Regions from separate parts of the Mus musculus genome. Here regions 1 and 3 are each linked to region 2. A link is a contact called in public promoter capture Hi-C data. All regions are on one chromosome and are shown on one strand. Each heading gives the region's core, a stretch centred on a gene start, on an enhancer-like site or on the middle of the called end of the contact. The rest is flanking DNA. Distances are from core to core; before and after follow the strand shown. Region 1 holds the start of Omd (osteomodulin). Region 2 holds the start of Ippk (inositol 1,3,4,5,6-pentakisphosphate 2-kinase). Region 3 holds the start of Ogn (osteoglycin).

Region 1 (4,050 bases), core at 420-2,919, 160 kb after region 2:
GACCACTCAATAAACTTTTATTTTTTACTTATCTCCTCTATGACAATAAGATTCTCACTACTGAGTCCTCAATTTTAAACTATTTTACACAAATAGGTACTTAATTTTTTTTAAAGAGCTGAACAATGAACAAATAAATGAGAAAAATTACCTATTATATTAATTAGGCTGAACCAGGAGGCTTTCCCTAGCCAGCACTAGTATGTTGTTAAGCTTTGAGATGCCGTGTCTGTTTCAATAAAATCATAACTCTACCATATAATTTAAACTTTTTAAAACCAATTCATCTGACTTCTCTCCATTTGGTACAATGAAGTTGCCTAAGAAATCAGTAATCAGAAACTCGCCTATCCTCTTTCATTTTCAGTCACTGCCAAATGCAACATCATATACACTGCTAGCCTCCTTTAAATTTTCTAGAAACACTTTTGTTTGGGGAACAGGGGTTCTTTGTGTAGGTCTGGTCATCCTGATGACCAGGCTGTTCTGGAACTCAAAGATCTGCTTGCCTCTACTATCCAAGTGCTGGGATTAAAGGTGTGCATCACCACTTCTGGTTCTAGACTTTCAAAAAATGTGCTCTAGTATTAGTGATATATTTTCCTACCTAATCTAGAAACAAGAACAACAGAATCACTATTTTAAGACCACAACATACAATTAATAAAGAATTATATTTAAAAATTAAGTGGCTGATTTTAACTTAATCTTTTAAAAGAACTATAAGGGGACTAAAACAATGCTTGAGAAAAACATACAGATTTGTTCTTCTCCCGAGTGTGAAAGCCTGAGGTTTAAGAACAAAGACAGTAATAGGAAACATATGGAAAAGATCGGTAACTAAATGGAATCTTGGCCCAAGTGCGGTCTGCCACATTTCACATACCAATGTCTCGAGTAATAGACTAGATGTTTACAATGTTGCCAAAGCACCGTTGAAATACTATATACTTTTCTTAAATCTGAAACATTAAAATAAATCCTCTAGGTTACTTATAAAGTCTAATAGAAAACACTGTTTTGAAGAACCAAAACTTCTCAAGCTTGAAAGAATGTCTTTCCAAAAAACTCAACAGCTGATGCCAAGAGACACAGCTAACTCTGTTTAACTATGAAAACATTAGCACAAAAATGTAGCCTTGCAGTAAGCAGGCTTGCTAGCTGCAACTCTTAAGGAGGGCTCCTTCAGCAAATGAAGAAAGTTTCTAAATCCATACAATAAAAGGTAGAAGAAGTGACTGAGCAGCAGAGGCTTTTATTCGATCCCACTTAAAGACAAAGTGGACTATAAAATTATTTTGTGTACTGAGCCGAAAGGCAAGGCACTAGCATACATAGCTGAGGGAATTCATTTCTCTTTAAAAGTTATTAGTAGTCTTTATAAGTGGGAAAGCTGTGCCTTTAATCTGTGAAACCAATGCACTCTACTGCATTCTCAAAGTAAACTAGATGTGAAATGCTGTATGTTTCCACTTCTGATTCTTAGTCAAGAGTCAAAGGAAAGCACTGATGTGAATGCAAGCCTCTGTCAACCCAGGAACCGGATACAATTTTGAATTCCACCTTAAATTGCTGAGACACTGGGCTCCAGGTCACAGTGGACTTTAATCTGAAGAATTCTTTGGCATAAAAATGAAAATAAAAACAGTAATCAGTACATGTTGTTTCATTTAGTCTTGTTTGCCTTTCATATTAAGAGAAAATTCTTGCCACACCTCAAACCAAAATTAAGGAGAAAAGAAAGAAGTTAGCCACATAAATCTGACCAAGAGCACAAACATCTTACTTTGAATCCACAAAATTCTGTATAATGAAAAGAAGTACAAAATTTTAATTCAACCCAAGTGTTTTCCAAGCAGATTGTATTTACTTAAATTGCTCCAGTAATTCAAAGGACAGCCCTGTCTGCACACTGAGTTACTGTGGATTTTTAAGAAACTTCGCTAAAGAATTTAGGCATTTCTGATTCAGTTAAAGGATTGCCAATTCATCAGTCCCTGAAACTAGAGCAATCTCAACAGGTATGATGATAAAGTAATTTTCAACTCTTAAAGTATGTATTCTTACTGTTACAAAAGTGTCTTAGGGTTGCTAAATATTAAATTAGACTGCACTTATCATAAAAGCGCAATCGGGGAAGCAAAATCTGACTAAAAATTAAATTAAAATTTCGATTAAGCAAAATGTTTAAGCAAAAAGACCAGCAAGGTGAGTTTAAATTTCTGATTTAAAATGACTCAATAAGCAATATTTGTTTAGATTATTTTTAAAATAAAACTGGACAAAGGGAAAGAATCTTCGGTTAAAGGAATCAATTTCTCTTTAGTTTCTTGGGTTTGTTTTTCTGCTCTTAATTTTAAATGACAAAAAATTTGCTAAACAATTTTGCTAAAAAAAAATGCTTTGTTGTAATTTTTTCTACTGGGCAAATTTCTGATTTAGAATGTTTGTTTTCATTTGTATCATTCCCAAGACAGGAACATTTTGTCTGGTTATTAAAGGATTCTTAAGTTTAAGTTAATTACGATTTAAATGTATTGTGTATGTATGTATGTATGTATGTATGTATGTATGTATGTACGTATGTATGTATGCATGTATGTATTATTTTAACTGAGACACACTTTTTTTAAAGAGCAAAAGACTAAATTTAAAGTTGTCTTAGACAAGAATTAACAGGTACAGATGATCTTTATATCCTGGCTTCTATGGCCTATCAGTAAAACGGTTAAGAGCTTTAAAACAGTGACATGCTACAATGCTTTTACCTTTAAGTTTCCAGAACTAAGTAAATTATAACACTTTTATTAATTTGGATTAGGACCTACATTCATTTAAAAACATGAGTGTTTTTCTTCAAGTAAGAGAAATGTTATGATAAAGAAACTCTTATTGTGTTATTTGCAAAATTCATATTAATGGATAATTTCTTAAATTTTACATTGTTGCTTTGCTTTATTTTTTCTTCATCTCTCATATTTCTAATAGACAATATAAGTAAGAAATATCACATATTGTTATATAGAAATAAGTACAAAAGATAACAGCTAAGTTCTCTAACTTTTAACCATCTAAAGAAACCAGCATGGTGAATGCCTAGAGAAATAAACATTAACAGAGAAAGGCACTGCTAACAAGCCATAACCTGTGACTTAAGTCACTCATTCCATAGATCTTTGACTGCTTAGAGCAAGTGCACTGCACTGAGGCTTTGTTAAAACCTAGAGACTGGGAAATGAGATGACTCACAGTGAGTTACTCTGATGGTCTCTGAGTTATATTACAAAGAACAGGGCAGAAATTGTAGAATATGGAAGCAAAAGTAACCAAATATGCTCAGCAATGACTAAGAAGAGACTCACTGGGTAAAATGAATTAAAATCACTAAAGAGAAAGAAGGTACCACAGTGGAAGAGAGGAAGACTAGTAAAGGGCAGGATTTCAGTGGAAAAATGGCTCTCCAGGGAAATCTTCCTGAAGTGTTTACGAAGACCAAAAGGAGACAACATGAATCCTTCTATCGTCAAAGGCCTTTGTTTTTGATGCTAAGTTAAGCTGCCATGAAGTATTATCGGGATTTCCTTTTCTTCCAATGTCTCAAACTCCTGAGATTCTAATTCTAAAATGTAAGGTTGCTTTTGAGGACTGCTAATGGTCTCCATACAAGGATAAAATCTTCACACAACGAAAAGACAGAGTGGATGCTCATGAGCAAGTGCGGCAGAACTCTAGAGTCCTTTGTGGCCTGGCGTGGTGCCACAGACCAGCTCTACTTCTTGGCTCTCAGTGCGTATTTTGGGAAAGCAGCCCCTAAGAATCTACTGCTAGTGGCTGTATTGGGACTGAAATTAAGTAGCAAAAATGCTTTTAAAAGTTACTATAGCAAGTACAATAAAATCCTAAAAAAATTTCAAGTAAAATGCCACCAACAAAAGAGTAAAATGTGTAAGATTTTCCAAACCCATTTCTCCTAACGTGCCAAAGTCTGGTTCAATCAATGTTTATCCCAGGAGGGTCAAGACCTGGCCCTCAAGCACTCACTAACTATCC
Region 2 (3,800 bases), core at 246-2,745:
GTACATTCATTTCTGTGGTCTTGAAAGACCCCGAGAGGAGCCCCTCGCTCAAGTCTCGGGATAATAGCGGACCCCCAAGAACTCACAAAAGACCAAACTTGATGCAAACCACCTGAGGCTTTATTGGGGGGAAAGCCAGAGCTCTGGGGACGACTTGTATCCCACGCAGGGGTAGAGGAGTTGACCCCGAGGGGAAAGGGGTCCCAGTTTTTATAGGCCCTCACGGGGGGGGGGGGGGAGGAGAAGGGGGGAGTAGGGGATTTCCAGATCTAAACAATGTCTATTCTTAAGAAATGGGTATGGGAGGGGTACAAGGAAAGAGTCTGGTGCAGGTGGAGCAACTCTGGATTGGCCCGGCTGTGGTTACTGGGGAGATTTTTCGATTCTATCCCAGCAACCAATATCACAAACACCTCGCAGTGAGGTGCAGCAGTGGGCACACACCTGGGTTTAAGGAACGGTCAGAACATTGGCAGACACACGGGTTCAAGGCGCGGCCAGAGCATTGTGCACCTCTATTTTTCTAAATCAGTGAAGCTACTTTTACTAACAATGAAATCTATTTTGCCAATTTGAGGGCTTCTGTGACCTTTTACATTCTATTAGGATCTTTCAGTCTGTTGTTGGTGTCCTATTTAGAATGAACAGGTTTTTTTGTTTTTTTCCCAGTCTTCCTTGGAAAAATTAACACAAAAAAACCCATACTATCTGCCTGCATTAAGCTGGATTTTCTTCACATACACCAGTTACAGCAATATTCAGTGCTGTGGCCAAACAATTTAACACAAATATGAAAATTATGTTTGAGACAGGATCTCACTAAGTAACCCTGGCCGGTCTCGAACTCCTAGAAATCTCTTGCTTCCACATCCAGAATGCTGAGAGCATCACCATGTCCAGCCCCAAATCATTTTTAAGAGCACAAGGACCGCATATAATTCTTTAGGCAGCTCTACCAGGCAGGGCCAATCTTCCCCGCATTAAAGGATAAACTGAGGTCATTGCTTTCTGCTGGGATGGGGTGGGAGAGTCTATTGCCTCATCTGCATTTCTGGATGTCTTGGGGCAAAGGCTCCACGGTGAGGTTTCCTCGCCACGTTTCCCGGAGTAGTGTGAACACCACCTAATGGCTCTCTTGGCCGGAGCAAGGCCATTGAAGGTGCATCCCATTCTACAGATGTAAGCGGAGGCTCAGAGTCGCCCGGCGCCTTACTGCAGCCCCACGAAGATCCAGCCGTGGCCCTAGGACAGTGCGAGGGTGAGCGCCTCGGACTCGGGGCGCCAGGAAGCCGCCGGCCTCAAGGTCCGGGAGCAGATCCGGAAACCTCCCTTCCGGTTCCCAGGTCCGCGTTTCGGAAGTGAGTCACTCTGCCAGCACATAATATGGCTTCCACTCCACCTACCACCCTGGACGTCGAGGGTAAGGTGGGCGGGACCCGGAAGTTGACCGTTCTGGGAATGGCGGCCGCCGGGGGCGTGGCTTCCGGCGCTCCTTGCCTGCAAGTCGCCGCCGCTGAGAGCGCAGGCGGCAGCTGACAGGCGCTTTTCTTCAGACGGCTGCGGCGGGAGCCCTGCGAGGCGGGCGGCCTCCAGCTCTCGTCCCCACGTCCCGGCCCGCGAAGTTCCAGGGCGCCGGGGCATGGAAGAGGGGAAAATGGACGAGAATGAATGGAGTTACCATGGCGAAGGCAACAAGAGCCTTGTGGTGGCCCACGCGCAGGTGAGCGGCTGGCGGGCAGCCCGGCTCCGGGCCTCACCCGACGGCTCCCGAAGCTCTGTGCCTGGTACCGTCCAGGTACCCAGGTCGTGACTCTTCCTCCAGCTTCCGCCCGGGTGGTTCCCTGGCACCCCCACAGTACCCTCCTCTGCTCCATACTCATCCCCGGCACCCCTAGCTCCGTTGGCTCCCCTTTCCTCCTAGTGTCCCTTCTCGGTTCTCTCTGTCCCGTCAGTACTCTTTCCTCATGCGCTGTGCGTGCCGCGTGGCCTCACACCGTGCAGCCTCCCCCGGGATGCTCGTCTTACTGTCAGGCAACGGTGGGCCAGAGGCTGAGCCTGGACCAGGGCCTGGGCAGCACAGGGGAAAGTTCCCAGAGTGCTGTCAGCCCACCGAGTGGAGTTCAGCCTCGAGAAACCACAGAGCTGGTGTTCTGCCTTGCTGCTGCGCTGTCAGGAACGGGGCGCTGCCACAGGTTCGCGTCCCGATCATATACTTTAAATGGTTTCTCCTTCGTTCAACTTGAAAGGCGGTTTCAGAAGATGTAGTCCTTTCCAAGGAGGCGAATTTAAAGGAAGAGAAGCATATGGATGGATCTGTGTGCAGCCCCAGATTTCTCTGACATTTTGCTGCCTGATTACAAGCTAGCAGGAATGTGGTGGGCTGGGGGAGTAGAAGGCGGGGAGGTGTCATGTGAGAAGGTTAATAACTCAGGGAGCTGGGGTGATTCACACCTCCACCACTGAGAAGCAGTAGGCTGCATTAGGAAAGTGAAGAGAGGAATAGGATGTACTTTTGTCTCTCTGAAGTTCAGATTGTATGGAGCTGTACTGAGTGTTGAGCAGCCTAGAGCTTGGGTCTTGTGTCTAGTTGGCACCTCTGACCTCCTGGTGTATTTGTTCAGAATGTAGACTGAAGAGGAGAAGGCCCCTCTTGGAAGTGTTTTAAGGCCTTTTGTGACCAAGGAGTGCTAATGTAAGTGGGGTGGAGAAACTCTGCTCCCTTCGGTCCTGGGCATGTCTGTAGTCCCCCTTCTCCTTTGAGAGCAGGTGAGCTTTGTTTCTCTGCTCAGCTTCCCAGGCCTGTCTCATCCAGTCCTGGAGAGAGGGAGGCTTTTACCTAGCCTCCCCAGGCATGCTCACTCTTTCTGATCGAGCATCAGTCACTGAGTTGAAAAGCTCTTCTAAAGTCCCCTGTCAGCCCTTCCTCCTCTGTAGCATGCATACACAGCTATCCTTAGGCCCATCCTGCAGGAGCTGGGCTGGGGTGGGGGAACTGGACATCCGTGCTGTCACTGCCACGTGCAGACGGATTGAGAGAGAAAATGAGCCTTCTGGGGACCTGGGGTCTTGGGGTAGAGGAGATCAGTGAGGGCTGCAGGAGTATATGGGGCATGCTTGGGTGCGCAGGAAGGTGGACCGCTAGCCAGTTTCACAGAGAAGAGTTGTATCAGGGTTCTCTGTCTCCCCTACCCCTAGCAACACCTCCAGAAGTTTCCACTGTTACTTGTCAGTCTGAGTTACGTCGTGATTTGTGACAGCTTTGCGGTTTGTCCATTCTCAGGTACGGTACCTTAAATCCCTGTCCACCTGGCTCAGCTAGCCCTCTGACCCACTCACTAGGCTGTCAGCCACCTGGTCACTGTCCTGTCTACAGGCTCAGGCATAGACCCCGAGGGCTCTTGGGCAGGAACTTGCTGCATTTTAGCACTGGTGGCCCTCCATGCAGCCTGAGGGTGTGACTTGAAGCCTGTGGCCTCCCTCAAGGCTACTGCAGCTTAACTGTCCTGAGGCAGCTGCATTTGCTTCCTTTACCTTCCTTTGGTTGGTTTTGGCTCTGGAGTCTTGTGAGCTCACTGTACATTTCATTGTCATTCAGTCTCTTACTCAGTTGTCCCGGGCACCTAGCCTTTTGGGTTGTGTTGGCCATGAGGTTCAGGGCAAACAATGTCCACTCCTATTATTATGCAGAGCTGTCATGTTTTCCTTCTTCTTGACAAAGGTATCGTGAAAGACTTGTTATTTAACTAACCTGCCCAGAAAGAACTTTTGTTGAGACTTGAAGAGAACTGCCCATTGCATGT
Region 3 (4,026 bases), core at 1,245-3,744, 190 kb after region 2:
CCACTGAGCACATTTTTAGTTGCGTACTGCTGAGAAACAATTAGGAGGAAGAAGCACAGACTAATGAGGTACCCTTGAAAAAATAAAGCCCCTCTAAGGCATCAAGGGTACTGCAACAGGGTTACCTAAACAAATGTCATAGAGCAAATTCTTATAGGATAGTGAAAGAACTCAGTGGGGAAACCCCCACTCAGCTCCCGATTCGGCGTGCACCCAAGAATCACGAATAGAACACAACACCTTGATTTAACAACAAGAGGTTTTTTAATGGCGGAGCTCCGGAGCTCCGGGTCGAAACGTATCTCACATAACAGGAGACAGTGGATTCGACCACGAGGCTTGGAAGCTAGGGGTTTTTATAGAAAAGGAGTGGGGCTGGGGGAGGAATTGGCGCGGTTTCACATGATTGGTCCATTTAAACATCAGCAGCCTGTAACATTTAACTTAGGTCAGAGGGGTGGGAGCTAGGGAGGCGATGGGCTTGCCCGGGCATGTCCTGGTCTGTTCTGCTATGTTCTCAGCCCCAGGTTTCAAAGCTCAGAAACAACTCTTTGGGCTATTTAACATACATTACATGAATTACAGTTTTATTTCCTTTCAATAGGATGCCTGCTATAAAACATTCAGCAGCTTTCACGTTTAATAGAGAAAGTTAAGACATTTTCTACCAGAATGTAACATTTCTTTCTGAAATGGAAAACAACCTCAGCTCCAAACAGTTCTATAGGGAACAGGATCTAGAGGCTCTGGCTTTCTCTAGAGTGGTTGAACTTGGCTTTATCTTCCCAGAACTGATTATATTATCTTTGTTCTGTCTTTGTTTTGGATGAGACTGGTCACACACAATAGTTTTAGGGGTTGATTAACCATGTCAGAAAGACCACTTACAGGACTTAGAATGGGAGTTTAGGCTATGCACAATTAGTCAGCTGAGGAATCAGTTAATCCAAAGCATGCTCTAGACTCTGTTCCAGCATCTCTGTCCTAGGTCAGCCACAACCATTAGTTGAACTTTCTTTAGTGACTTCTTATTCCTTTCAGAGAATTGAACACAGTTCCTCTGCAAGGACAAGTGCTCTACACTGCTGAGCTATCTCTCCAGCCCCCATGCTCTATTTTAAATATTTATCCACGTTTTGCTTTAGGAAAAATAATTGTGACTACTCAAGTGCCAAAGAATAATAAAATAAAAGTAATTGGGGGGGTATAGGGGGTGGGGGACAAGGGCTATGTAATCCAGGCTAGCCCTGAATTCTCTATCCTCTGTCTCTCACTCTCAAGTGTTAAAATTATAAGTATTTGAGACTTTAAAGATGCTTACATGGTATCTATGCTACTACTTCAGTTTTGTTTTGTTTTTGTTTGTTTACTTGCTTGTTTTTTTAAGATAGGGTCTCATTATGTAGCTCTGGATGGTCTGGAACTCAGTGTAGACTAGACTAACAGGGATCCACCTGTCTATATTTCCTGGGTGCTGGAATTAAAGGTGTTTACCACTACACCCACTCCCTACTTTAGTTTTCCAAAATTGAATATAAAATTTCATTCAGTAAAATTTTTTGCTACTACAAAATTTTGGAATCAAACTTCTTTTTAAAAGCTATTTCACAATTCTATGAACTAAAAAAAAGGAATTTAAAACCAAAATGCAGCCAAGCAGTGATGGCACAAACCTTTAATCCCACACTCAGGAGGCAGAGGCAAGTAGATCTCTGAGTCCAAGGCCAGCCTGTTCTGTAAAGTGAGTTCCAAGACAGCCAAGGCTACATAGAGAAACCCTAGCATGAACGACCCCCTCCAGAAAACCCTAGCATGAATGACCCCCTCCAGAAAAACAGTAACAATAACAACAACAACAACAACAACCCTAAAGGACAAATCTATAAAATAATTTGTTTTAAAACTCACTTTATATATACATTTTTATTGTATTAATTATATTATGGGAACAAAAATCCTTAGTTGTCATTAAATTAAGAACAAAGACGGGTCGGGTGTGGTGGCACACACCTTTAATCCCAGCACTCGGGAGGCAGAGGCAGGCGGATTTCTGAGTTCGAGGCCAGCCTGATCTACAGAGTGAGTTCCAGGATAGCCAGAGCTACACAGAGAACCCTGTCTCGAAAAACCAAAACAAAAAAAACAAAAAAAACAAAAAAAAAAAAAAGAACAAAGACTATGCTCAGTTTGGTGTTTTATTTCATTCAAAAGTAAGCATCTTCTATACCAGAAAAGCACAAAAATAAAGGCCTGATTTTAAAAAGATTTATAAACTAATATTCACTAAAAGATTCGTGCACAAGGTAAAAGGGATCCCGAGTGCAGTACACTGCAGCTGCCCTAGTGCCGCAGTTTCAAATATCCTCAGCACATTCTCTCTTGTAACACCCTGCATTTCACCCCGAGAAGGAATGTTGGCAAAGATTTCCACCACATGGAATCTGCTGTTGAATTCCACATGGGATTTAAACTGTTGGGCCCTGAAACTTTATTCAGCAGTTTGAAACAATTCCACAGCTTTGCTCATTCACTCTCTCACTTGGGACTAATGCACAGGGATGAATACCTATTGAGGAAAACCACAAGGACTTCAACCAGATACTAAGGTAGGCTTGTTTTTCACATGTTAATTTAGATACTGTGTGTGAAAGTATGATTCTAAAATGTTAATAAATGTAATCTGTAGTATAAGTTTCATTTTCACTGAATAATTAATTTCTAACAATACTTTCATATATCATTTTATATAAGACAGATGTAGGTTAGAACTAGAAGCAGAAAAAGTTATAAACTCATTTTATTTTGAAATCTCAACCACTGGATTTTTGACAAACTGGCATCTATAAATGCAGCATCAGCACCTCCAAGTGAGTCTGTTTGTAGTTTTCTAAAAGTCTGAGTGAGCCTGTATTCAGCAGTTAAAATTCACTGGTGTGCCTCAAAGAATCTTTCCAGTACATTCTCCAAAGTTCCTCACTTAACGTTTTATTAAATTACGCCAGTCTGAAGTGGTATTGGTGAAGTTTTCATATTTTAAGCTTAAAAAGGCAACATTACTAGCTAACTAGTGACAATCTGTTAAATTTATAAAACTAGAAAGATTAAATGTTTTTTCCTACATTCCCTACCACTCAAAAGTGTTAATGTCTACTTTTTATGATGTTAAGCCTAAGGTTTAAGTTTTAAGCCTTTTCTCAGAACTGCTTCTTTTACATCAATATGAATCAAGAGTTCCTTTAAAGCAGCAATGCTGAAATATGATATTTTTAACTCACATGACACAGGACTATGGATCTTTGTATTAACTATTTATACTGCAGGTACCCCGAGAAGATTTTGACTGTATACAAGTACCCCTACTCAAGACATTTGACATTTAATAAACTTACCAGCAGTTTTAAAATTGTTGATGGGTAAGAAATAAAACTACTTTCTGAATTTTTCAGAATCTTCACTGGCACATAAAACACTGTATCTAACTAAGGACTACTAAGAGTTAAATACTTGTTCTCTAGCCCATACTGCATCCATCCTGCCAAAATATTCTCCAAGCTTTTAAAAACTGCTTCCATGGTCTACATTCTTACTTCCAGGGAAAAAGAGTTTCGTTCCACAGTCATCAGGTCAGTCACTCCTAACTTCAGTCACCTTGTGTCTGCTGAAATGGAGACTGTGCACTCTACATTTCTCCTGCTACTCTTCGTGCCTCTGACACAGCAAGCACCACAGTCGCAGCTGGACTCACATGTTAACTATGAGTATGCAACAGGCAATTCTGAAGAAACCAAATTTAGCCAGGATTATGAAGATAAATACCTGGATGGGAAAAGTATTAAGGTATTTTTATTTCTACTTTAAATTTACATTTTAAAATGATACCCATTTAAATGCATGCTTTCCCCCTTAACCTCAATATTTGATAAGTTCAGAAGGAAAAAGGCACTTTAAAATTTAAAGTAATTATATTTTTCAAGTATGCATGATTCCTGAATTAATAATAACTATGGTAAACAAAACTATCTACAG

What was found. Promoter capture Hi-C pulls out the DNA fragments that hold promoters and counts their contacts.
Region 1: a contact with region 2 is called in a promoter capture Hi-C map of embryonic stem cells, with 2.6 times the contacts expected there. The contact joins the promoter of Omd here to the promoter of Ippk in region 2. A contact is called at or near these places in 11 of 39 promoter capture datasets (the C10 cell line, the HPC-7 cell line, the SN4741 cell line and 7 more), 1 of 115 datasets of contacts at active chromatin or transcription factors (the SCID.adh cell line) and 2 of 9 other capture datasets (adipose tissue and liver).
Region 3: a promoter capture Hi-C map of liver shows a contact between it and region 2. The contact joins the promoter of Ogn here to the promoter of Ippk in region 2. A contact is called at or near these places in 17 of 39 promoter capture datasets (the 3T3-L1 cell line, 3T3-L1-derived adipocytes, the C10 cell line and 11 more), 2 of 115 datasets of contacts at active chromatin or transcription factors (the SCID.adh cell line and embryonic limb bud) and 2 of 9 other capture datasets (adipose tissue and liver).

The regions. Positions count from the first base shown.
Region 1 is chr13:49,580,793-49,584,842 of GRCm38.p6, forward strand. It overlaps Omd (osteomodulin), which reads left to right and starts at 1,670. Exons shown (of 3, transcript NM_001360708.1): 1 at 1,670-2,021. All of the region lies in intron 5 of Cenpp (centromere protein P), which reads right to left.
Region 2 is chr13:49,419,747-49,423,546 of GRCm38.p6, forward strand. It overlaps Ippk (inositol 1,3,4,5,6-pentakisphosphate 2-kinase), which reads left to right and starts at 1,496. Exons shown (of 13, transcript NM_199056.4): 1 at 1,496-1,720. The coding sequence starts at 1,640.
Region 3 is chr13:49,605,521-49,609,546 of GRCm38.p6, forward strand. Ogn (osteoglycin) reads left to right here and starts at 2,495. Exons shown (of 7, transcript NM_008760.5): 1 at 2,495-2,606; 2 at 3,594-3,837. The coding sequence starts at 3,664. The region is part of intron 5 of Cenpp (centromere protein P); the gene reads right to left.